3 separate regions of the Rattus norvegicus genome follow, and regions 2 and 3 are each linked to region 1. Evidence: chromatin contacts called from public Hi-C data. All regions are on one chromosome and are shown on one strand. The core of a region is the stretch at or near the end of the contact, and the rest is flanking DNA. Distances in the headings are between cores, read along the strand shown.

Region 1 (2,700 bases), core at 72-2,571:
TGAGTTTGCTTTACTCTTCTCAACGTTTATGAAGTTTTGTTTCACAGACAGGATTGCAGGCTCCAAGAGTGGATCCCAAAGTGCACTCACTACCTTTGAGCGGGATAGACTGGGTTTTCTCTAGGACGTCTACTTCTATGAACTCTGGACTCGGGAACCAAACTATTTTTAAAAGTCGGCCTTCCTGGTGGGGAAGCGGGGAGAACGGTGTGCAGAACCTCATATAGCACCCCAAATGCCTGCCCCAAATGAGACCAAAGGGATGATGTGTGTTTGCGCGGTGCCGGCCAGAAACGTGCATCCCCGCAGCGAAGTCAGACTCAGAAGCAAACACTCAGGCCGCCACCCTGTCGCCTGCTGAGAGGATCTGGCCGCCAACTCTAGGGGGAAGGGAGGGCAAAAACAAAACAAAACAACAGCAAAAATCCCAACATAATGAATGTCTCCGGGGACAGCTAGCCCTCCCTCAAGCTAACCCAGAAAACAAGCGGTCCACTTTCCCGGGAATGAGATGCGTCCCGGAGTTGAGAAGCCCTGAAGGATTGTCACGGGCTCCCAGAGCCCAAAAGGCAGCATCCCTTGATCGGCGCCCCAGGCTCTGCTCCCAGAGCTGGTGGCCACCACCCAAACGAGCGGCGCCTCGGGCGACTGTTCCTGCAGGATCCGCCAACTGTGCGCGCCTCCCGCCGCTGGGCACCGACAGCAGTGCCGAGAGCCGGACGCGGGCAGGGGCTTCCGGGGCCCGCCGGCGCCCGGACTCCGATTACAGGTTCACACCAGGAGCCCGGCAGGCGCGCCCTCGCGCAGCCCCGCTCCCCCGCCAGGCTATTCTTCTCCATTCATGCGGACGCCCAGAGCTGCCGCCGCCGCCGCCAGCGCGGCCGCCGTCGCCGTCCGTCCGGATTGGCTGGCGGCCGGGGCGCCGGCACTTTCCCACGGCCCGCGGCGCGTGCGGCTCACCGGCGGCGCTGCAGGCGCGGCCCTGGCACACGGCCAGGCCAATCGGGGCGCGCCGGGTGGGGCGGGTCGGTGGCTATTGCCGGGCTGGTGTCCCCGGCCGGCCCTCCATTCCTGCCCGCCGCCGGCCCACCGCCGCCCGCGGCCCCCAGCCGAGCTCCCGCAGAGCCGACGCACTGCCGCCGGGCAGGGGCGGGCTCCAGGGGCGGGGCGCAGCGGGCCTGGTCTGCTCGTCCCGCCCCACTGCGGCTGCCAATCCGCGTAGCGAGGCGCCGATTGGCGGGAGCCCGCGGTTGCCCGGGAGCCGCGGCCCCGCCCCTGCCCCAACCTCCCCGCCTCCTCCGCCCTCCCCCTATCCCTGGGAAGGGGCGCAGCGTGGGAAAGGGATGGTTGAGTTTTAACCAGAGGCTGAGCGTGAGTGGGATCAGTGTGCACGCACCGCCTGCAGCCGAGCGCCGAGCGGCCGCGCAGTTAACTCCTCCCTGCCCGCCGCGCGACCCTCCTGGGAGCCCGCGCTCCGCCACCATGAAGAGAGCTCACCCGGACTACAGCTCCTCTGATAGTGAGCTGGACGAGACCATCGAGGTGGAGAAGGAGAGCGCAGACGAGAATGGGTGAGTTAGCGGCGTCCGGCCGATCCGGAGCCGGAGGAGAGGATGGGGTGCGCTGGTGCTGGGTCCCCATTGCCGGGAGTCGTGGGCCGGCCGCTTCTGGCTGTGAGCGATCCTCTCCGCTCTATCCAGCTCAAGTTGCCAAAGAAATCTGAGTGTAGGAAGGCTCTGACTCCTCATCCTTTCTCAAGGCAATTGCTTCCCATCTTACAGAAACTTGAGTTCGGCGCTGGGTTCCATGTCCCCAACCACATCGTCCCAGGTTTTGGCCCGGAAAAGACGGAGAGGCGTGAGTATCTCCCCCCCCCCCCAATTTAAACACATATGCACATTGTTATATTAACTAACGGAAAGAACCACATTGCTCCTCATTGGAATGTACAGTCATAATGGAAATGCCTTCCTTTGTTTTTGTCTGCTTCCCATAGATCATCGAGAAGCGCCGACGAGACCGAATCAATAACAGTTTGTCTGAGCTGAGAAGGCTGGTACCCAGTGCTTTTGAGAAGCAGGTAATGGAGGAAGTATGAGAGCGCCTAGTGTAGCCTTCAGCACCTTCTGATTTCCTCTCCTCCATGCTTCTAACCTCCATTTGTGCCAGGTCGTTGAACGTCCTTACACAAATTCCAACAGATTTTTGTGGATACATCTCGTTTTGCTTTTGTTTACGTTTGTATTTTACATGTATGCATGTTCGTGTGCATATTTTAAGTTCTCCAAAAGCACTTGTGTCGAATAAGCCTCTTGTCATCTTCTTAGGGATCTGCGAAGCTAGAAAAAGCTGAGATCTTGCAGATGACTGTGGATCACCTGAAAATGCTGCACACTGCAGGAGGGAAAGGTATTCCTCTCCAGCTCAGCTGGCTCTGCGCGTGGAGGGAGCAGCAAGCGCAGTCTGGGATTGGTGCAGTCCCTGCCTGCTTTTGCTTTGGGGGTGGGGAGAGAGCTGTATGTGATTGCCAACCAGTGCACCTTCCACAGCACATGGGTTCTTGAACAGCGAATACATCACCCTAGTCCTCTCTCAATGAGCTAATGCACCTTTCAGCAAGTGCCTTCTCCAGGAGCTCCTCCAGTTGTGACAGCCCTGATTTAGGTCAAGTCAGTCACATTTGTCTGTTACTATTTAAGA
Region 2 (2,733 bases), core at 128-2,627, 260 kb before region 1:
TCTGTTGTCCCACGCACCTCATGTTCTTTCAGGACTGCCAGTGTCTCCCAGTCTTGGTGAGGGGATACTGTGAAAGGCAGGTGAACAGCTTTAAATCAGCAATCCATGGACTCTTCCATTGTACCCTTGTTTCCGAATAACAACTCGGAGGCTTATTATTTATTAATTAAATGTCTAGGCCACAAGCTTGGCCTGTTCCCACTAGCTTGTAACCGGTATTAACCCGTTTATACTATTCTGTTTGCCGCATGACTAGTTATATCTCCTCTGCTTCATACTTCCTCTGAGTCTGGGGGCGCGAATCTTCCTGTGCTTGACTATTTCCCAGAGTTCCTTTCTCTCTGCCAGATGTCCCACCTTCTAATCCTGCCTCAGCTTATTGACCACCAGCTTTTTATTGACAGGTGATGCTTCCACACAGGATACAAGAGATTATCCCTATTCCAGCCTTCTCTTCTCTTCAGGCCTTTTAGATTCTTCTGCTAGACTAAGGAGGGTGTTTGAGTCTTATTTAGTGTAGTCTATTTTCATTTAGTATGCTTTATTCAGCTAGACAAGCAGAGTATTAAAAGTCCCTTTAGTCTCTTGGGCCAACATACTATATTTACAGTCTCCATGTAGCAAGCTTGTCATAATATACTAGACCTGGAGCAATGCTGGGTTCCTTTCATTATGACTTTCTTTCTTGTCCTTGAAAGTTGGCTCAGATTTCTTAATACAAGCTATTTTTAATAGAAATTTTTTTGTATATGTGTGTGTGATGGGTACTTGTGTGTTTGTAGATGTGAGTACATGTGCAAATGTGTGTGCATTCGTGTGGCTGCTGGAGGCTAATATTGGTTGTCTTTCTGTTGCTCTCTGCCTTCCTTTTTGGGACAGGGTCTCCCGCTGAGCCAGGATTCACTGGATTCAGTTAGACTAGCTAGCCAGCAAAGCCCAGGGACTCTCCCAGCTCCACTTTCCCAGTGTGAGTACAAGTGCACCCACACAGTGCTTCAGGTGCTGGGTGCTGGGGATCTGAACCCAGCTCTTTCATGCTTTCACAGCAGGAAGTTTGCAAACTGAGCCATCTGTCTAGCCCTCTGTGGGATGGTAGAAAAGTCCTGTAGCAAACTGTCCACATATAGCAATTGAGCATTTAAGATGTGGCTTATGAATTCACTTTAAATTTAATATGTGGCGCTAGAAAGCATGCCTCAGTAGAAACACTTGCCGCGTAAGCCTGTGTGGCTCAGTTCCACCCCCGAGTCCTCATGGGTCTCACACAGCCAATCACTGTCATCCATGTCTAGAAGGCAGCATTTTAGAATGCCCTTCTCTGTCCTCCAGCTCTTAGACCCCTTTCCCTCCCCTCTGCCTGTTCCCTGCATGTCTGAGGGCAATGGTGAGTGTCCTGCTTAGGGTTGGGCACTCAGTAGTCACTGACTCAGTACTGTTGCTACTGTAAAGAGAATCTTCTCTGGAAAGATTGTTTTGACTAGCGTGTCCAAGATTGGAATTTGAGTAATGTTGAGAGGGTGGCATCATACATAAATGGACTAGACATTGATTTCTAAAAGACTAAAAGGATAGTCAGTAAATATACCACTTTCTTTGTCCTTTATGAGCTGTGATTAGATATTTATGCAACTTTGTAGTAGTGCGCAAGACAGATAACTCTTTCACCTTGGAGTATAGCAAGCAAGAAAAAATACAAGGATAAGATTTAAATGTGGTCTGTGTTACTAGAGAAATTCTAATACAGAGTGAATTACCTGAGGTCTTACAGCAAAACATTTGGTCTTGCTCAGGAAACTATTTCACGTCGTAGGATAGCTGGAAGTAAAATTTTATGTACTTAGCTGCATGACCTGACTTCTAGTTACACAAATCTGTGTAGTTGGTGAAAGAGAGGAGGAAGGAGAAGGGCAAAGGGGCCAGAGAAAGAGGAGGGAAAAGTAGGAGATGGAGTGAGGGGGGAGAGAGAATGTGAGCCTAGCTTTTGTAAATGTCTTTGTCCATCAAGCATGACGGCTACTCTGACAGACCCTGATGTCCTGCAAACCTGCTGCAGTAACCTACCATGTCCAGGAGGAGCAGAGTTGGCTACTGAGCTCTTATTTTTATTTTTTTCAGAGTCTCGGGTAGCATAGGCTGACTTTTTTCTCCCAAGGTTTTATTGTTAGCTTTCATTAAAATACCACCAACAACTAGCTTTTACCTTCATATGGGCAAGAGTGGCCTTGAACTTCTGATCCTCTTGAGTTTACCTCCTGAGCTCTGGGATTATAAGCATGTTACTACTCCCAGTTTTATGTGGTGTAGGATGCATGGTGCATGCTGGGTAAACCCATTACTGGCTGAGGTCCCATTCCTTGGCCTGCTGAGTTTAAGATGAGGCATAGATGATCATGCCTCATGTCACCTATAAGGACAGTTTTACTCTTTCTTTTGTATACTCTTTGTTTAGTTTCTCCCCCACCCCCTGTTTTTGCCCTACTGCTTTAGGGAGGGCATGTTGCATACATTGTGATGCTGAAGGCTTCAGAATGGTGAATGTTTCATCATTGATTATGATAGCTGAAAGGGTTCTTTGAAGATATTCGTTATCAAGTTAAAAGCTCTCCTCTATTCCTAGCTTAGTGAGAGTGTTTATGGCTGTGTATTGCATTTTGTCCTAGGCTTTTTTTGCAGCTGTTGACAGGACCATGTGATTTTTCTTCTGTAGCCTATTGATTTGATGGGTGGCTACAT
Region 3 (2,700 bases), core at 151-2,650, 280 kb before region 1:
ACCCCTATAGCGCTGCCAGCCTTTCAGGGTTATCCACCAGCTCAGGCAACATGAATATAACATGTCTGTTGGATTTAAAGGTAGGGCCTCATTTGTTCAGTACATCCAGATGCACAGGGACTTATGCAGAAGACGGAACCTAGGGCCTTGCCATGCTGGACAAGCACTTGAAGTGATACAATATTAAGTTTGCAAAGCAGTTCTTTAAACTTGGCACCGGTGGTCAGCTTGCTTTCCTAAGTAGGAAAACCAAATCAGCACTGGGTACAGGATTGCCCAAGATGAAAGTTCCTGACTTGGGGCTGCTGAGGGCTCTTAAATGTCACTGGTTATGCTCTACAATTTGCCACACTGTTTTCAAAAGGAGCTGAATGTAGTGATAGCCATAGATGGACATTTTCGACGAGAATCCACTTAACTGTCAGCAGAAATGGGTTTACGTGTGCAGTGTGAGATCTCACCTGGAGTGGAATCTACCTCAGGCTCCTACTGAAAGTAATGGTGAGTGTTAAGTGATGCATAAAATTATGCACCATTCCATGATCAGAATATACCTTCGGGATCAACATATGTCAAAGACATAAAAGAGGTTCTGTCCTGGCTGTGGTAGTGACAGTGCTTGTAATGTCCCACCATTCAGGGAGAAGCAGGTGTTGAAGGTCACCCTCAACTAACTACTTAGTGAGCACAAAGGATATTTTTGTGACACCTGCCCTCAGATTTAGTAATTTGTAGGTTGATTATTAGGGGTCCACCTAAAAGTCAAACACTTTTGCAACTATGGTGTTAGGTTTGATTCTGAAGTGGATGGACAAATTATGGGGATTTATACTGGGGAGAAACAAACAATAAATATCAAGTATTTGGGGATGGGGGTATGGAAGTGCTACGCCTGGGCATATTCTGAGGATTAATTCATGGGAAATGATGGTAGTTAGCCAGGATAAAACTTCTGTTGGGTTTTGTAATGCAGGTGACTGGCAACAGAAGTGGCCCAGGACAGACCTACCACCAGTTTTATGAACGACTTTGTGCCGATTTGCAAAGGCAATATTCTTCCTTCCTGGAGTTTACAAAATTGGAGGGCGAACACAAAGAATGATTTCAAATCTCAAGCATGACACTTTCGAAAGTGCTGAATAATAAAGGCACCGGAGGTGCTTTAGAGCTTGGGGCTTCCAACTCCAGTAGGATAACCAAGGAGACCTCTGAAGACCGTGGGGTACAGCAGCTGCAGTGTCACTGCTTCCCATGCGAGGCATGCGCTCTCTCCATGGCGTCCGTGGGAGAGCGGTCAATTAGGCATTAATCTACGGGCCTCGCAGGCTCGCCCAGTATTAGGGCAGTAGGCGGGGCTCTCTTCGGCCCGCCCCCTGACCGGCCAGCGTGCGGAAGAGGTCAGAGGTCGTGCAGGCGTCATGGCGGCGCTGTGTGGGTCACACGCCGGGACTGTTGGGAGCCGTTTCCTGAGAGCGCTTGTCTTCTCCAAGCCTTTGCGAAATGCAAGTACGGAGAGTGGCGCCGAGAATGCGATCCACGATTCCTCCGCTCCTCGGGCGCGCTCAGGAGGCTTCGCGAGCGCTCTGGAGCGACACTCGGAGCTGCAGCGGAAGGCGGAGCTCGGGCTGGTGAGCAGGCCTCGCGGCGCCACGTCCGGAAACGGGACCAAGCGTGGGGAGGAGCTAAGCCCAGGACACTAGGAGGAGCCAGCATGGTGGGGCAGAAGCTGTCAGTGTTGGGGAGGGGCTAAGGCTGCGACACTAGGGAGGGGCCAGCATGGTGGGGGGATAAATTTGGTCCTTGTTGACATGGGCTATGCCAGTGACTTAGGGATGGAGAGAGGAGGGACTGGAGCGGCGGGTGTAACAGCTTCCTACCCTTGACCTGCAGCAGAGCGTGTGATTAATGTTTTCTTTCTTTTTCACGGCATTTACGGCCGTGTGGGTTCTTTCTGCAAACTCTTGTGCGACATTATGAGCAAAGTATCCAGCGGGTTTGTGGGGCAACCCACAAGATTTGGAGGAAAACAGCTCTAGGGCTTAATTCTGCCTTAAGGAGCTGAGGTCTGAAGCTCCCGGCCTGTCACAAACATCTTAATTGAATGCATAGGTAAAGTGACAGTTAAAGCTATTGTGAACTGGGTGTATGATTTAAACTGTCAGTATTTCACGTTCCTTTACTGAAAATGATCTTTTATTAAAAAAAAAGTTTTCTTTTCCATTTGTGTAAAGCATTATTTGTAAAATAGGGTAAAAACGTTTAGCTACATGAAGTAGTGCAAATAGACAATAAGGATTAAAAATTATGAGATTCCATTATGCATGAAGTTAGGTTATATAAGAAAAAAACCTGAATTTCCTGTGTTTTACTGAACAGTACACATGTAGATATTTCAGGATGGTAGGGTCATTTTAGTTTTGAGTGCCAAAACTTTTCTTTGATCCAATGATGGGAAGGACCTCAGGACATAATTTTGTGATTTTTGCCACATGCAGTGGCTTAAAACAATTTTTTTTTTTTACTTATAGGACAATAGGAATTCTTTTTTTAATACTAAAACAAAATAGAAGACGATAACAAAAACTTAAAACATTAGAATTGGACAAAACAAACAGAACGAAAAGAGCCCAAGAGAAGGCACTTGTACACATACTCAGGAATCACATAAAAACACTCAACTGGGGGTTGGGGATTTAGCTC

The links. Hi-C and Micro-C count contacts between places; a contact is called where the count stands out from the background.
Region 2: a Hi-C map of Schwann cells shows a contact between it and region 1, with 11 times the contacts expected there. The contact joins the enhancer-like site here to the promoter of Hey1 in region 1. A contact is called at or near these places in 10 of 12 Hi-C or Micro-C datasets (the Rat2 cell line, Schwann cells, frontal cortex and 5 more) and 1 of 1 datasets of contacts at active chromatin or transcription factors (oligodendrocytes).
Region 3: a Hi-C map of liver shows a contact between it and region 1, with 3 times the contacts expected there. The contact joins the promoter of Mrps28 here to the promoter of Hey1 in region 1. A contact is called at or near these places in 2 of 12 Hi-C or Micro-C datasets (frontal cortex and liver) and 1 of 1 datasets of contacts at active chromatin or transcription factors (oligodendrocytes).

The regions. Positions count from the first base shown.
Region 1 is chr2:95,002,614-95,005,313 of GRCr8, forward strand. It overlaps Hey1 (hes-related family bHLH transcription factor with YRPW motif 1), which reads left to right and starts at 1,322. Exons shown (of 5, transcript NM_001191845.2): 1 at 1,322-1,571; 2 at 1,782-1,857; 3 at 1,997-2,080; 4 at 2,328-2,409. The coding sequence starts at 1,483.
Region 2 is chr2:94,746,079-94,748,811 of GRCr8, forward strand. The region is part of intron 1 of Mrps28 (mitochondrial ribosomal protein S28); the gene reads left to right. Among named protein-coding and RNA genes, the nearest start is that of Mrps28, 19 kb to the left of the region's middle. Within about 2 kb of position 1,378, at least 1 of the 93 cell types and tissues checked has an H3K27ac peak or open chromatin away from gene starts, as enhancers often do. A contact at or near this core is called in Schwann cells, where this site is marked.
Region 3 is chr2:94,726,634-94,729,333 of GRCr8, forward strand. It overlaps Mrps28 (mitochondrial ribosomal protein S28), which reads left to right and starts at 1,401. Exons shown (of 3, transcript NM_001412947.1): 1 at 1,401-1,628. The coding sequence starts at 1,419.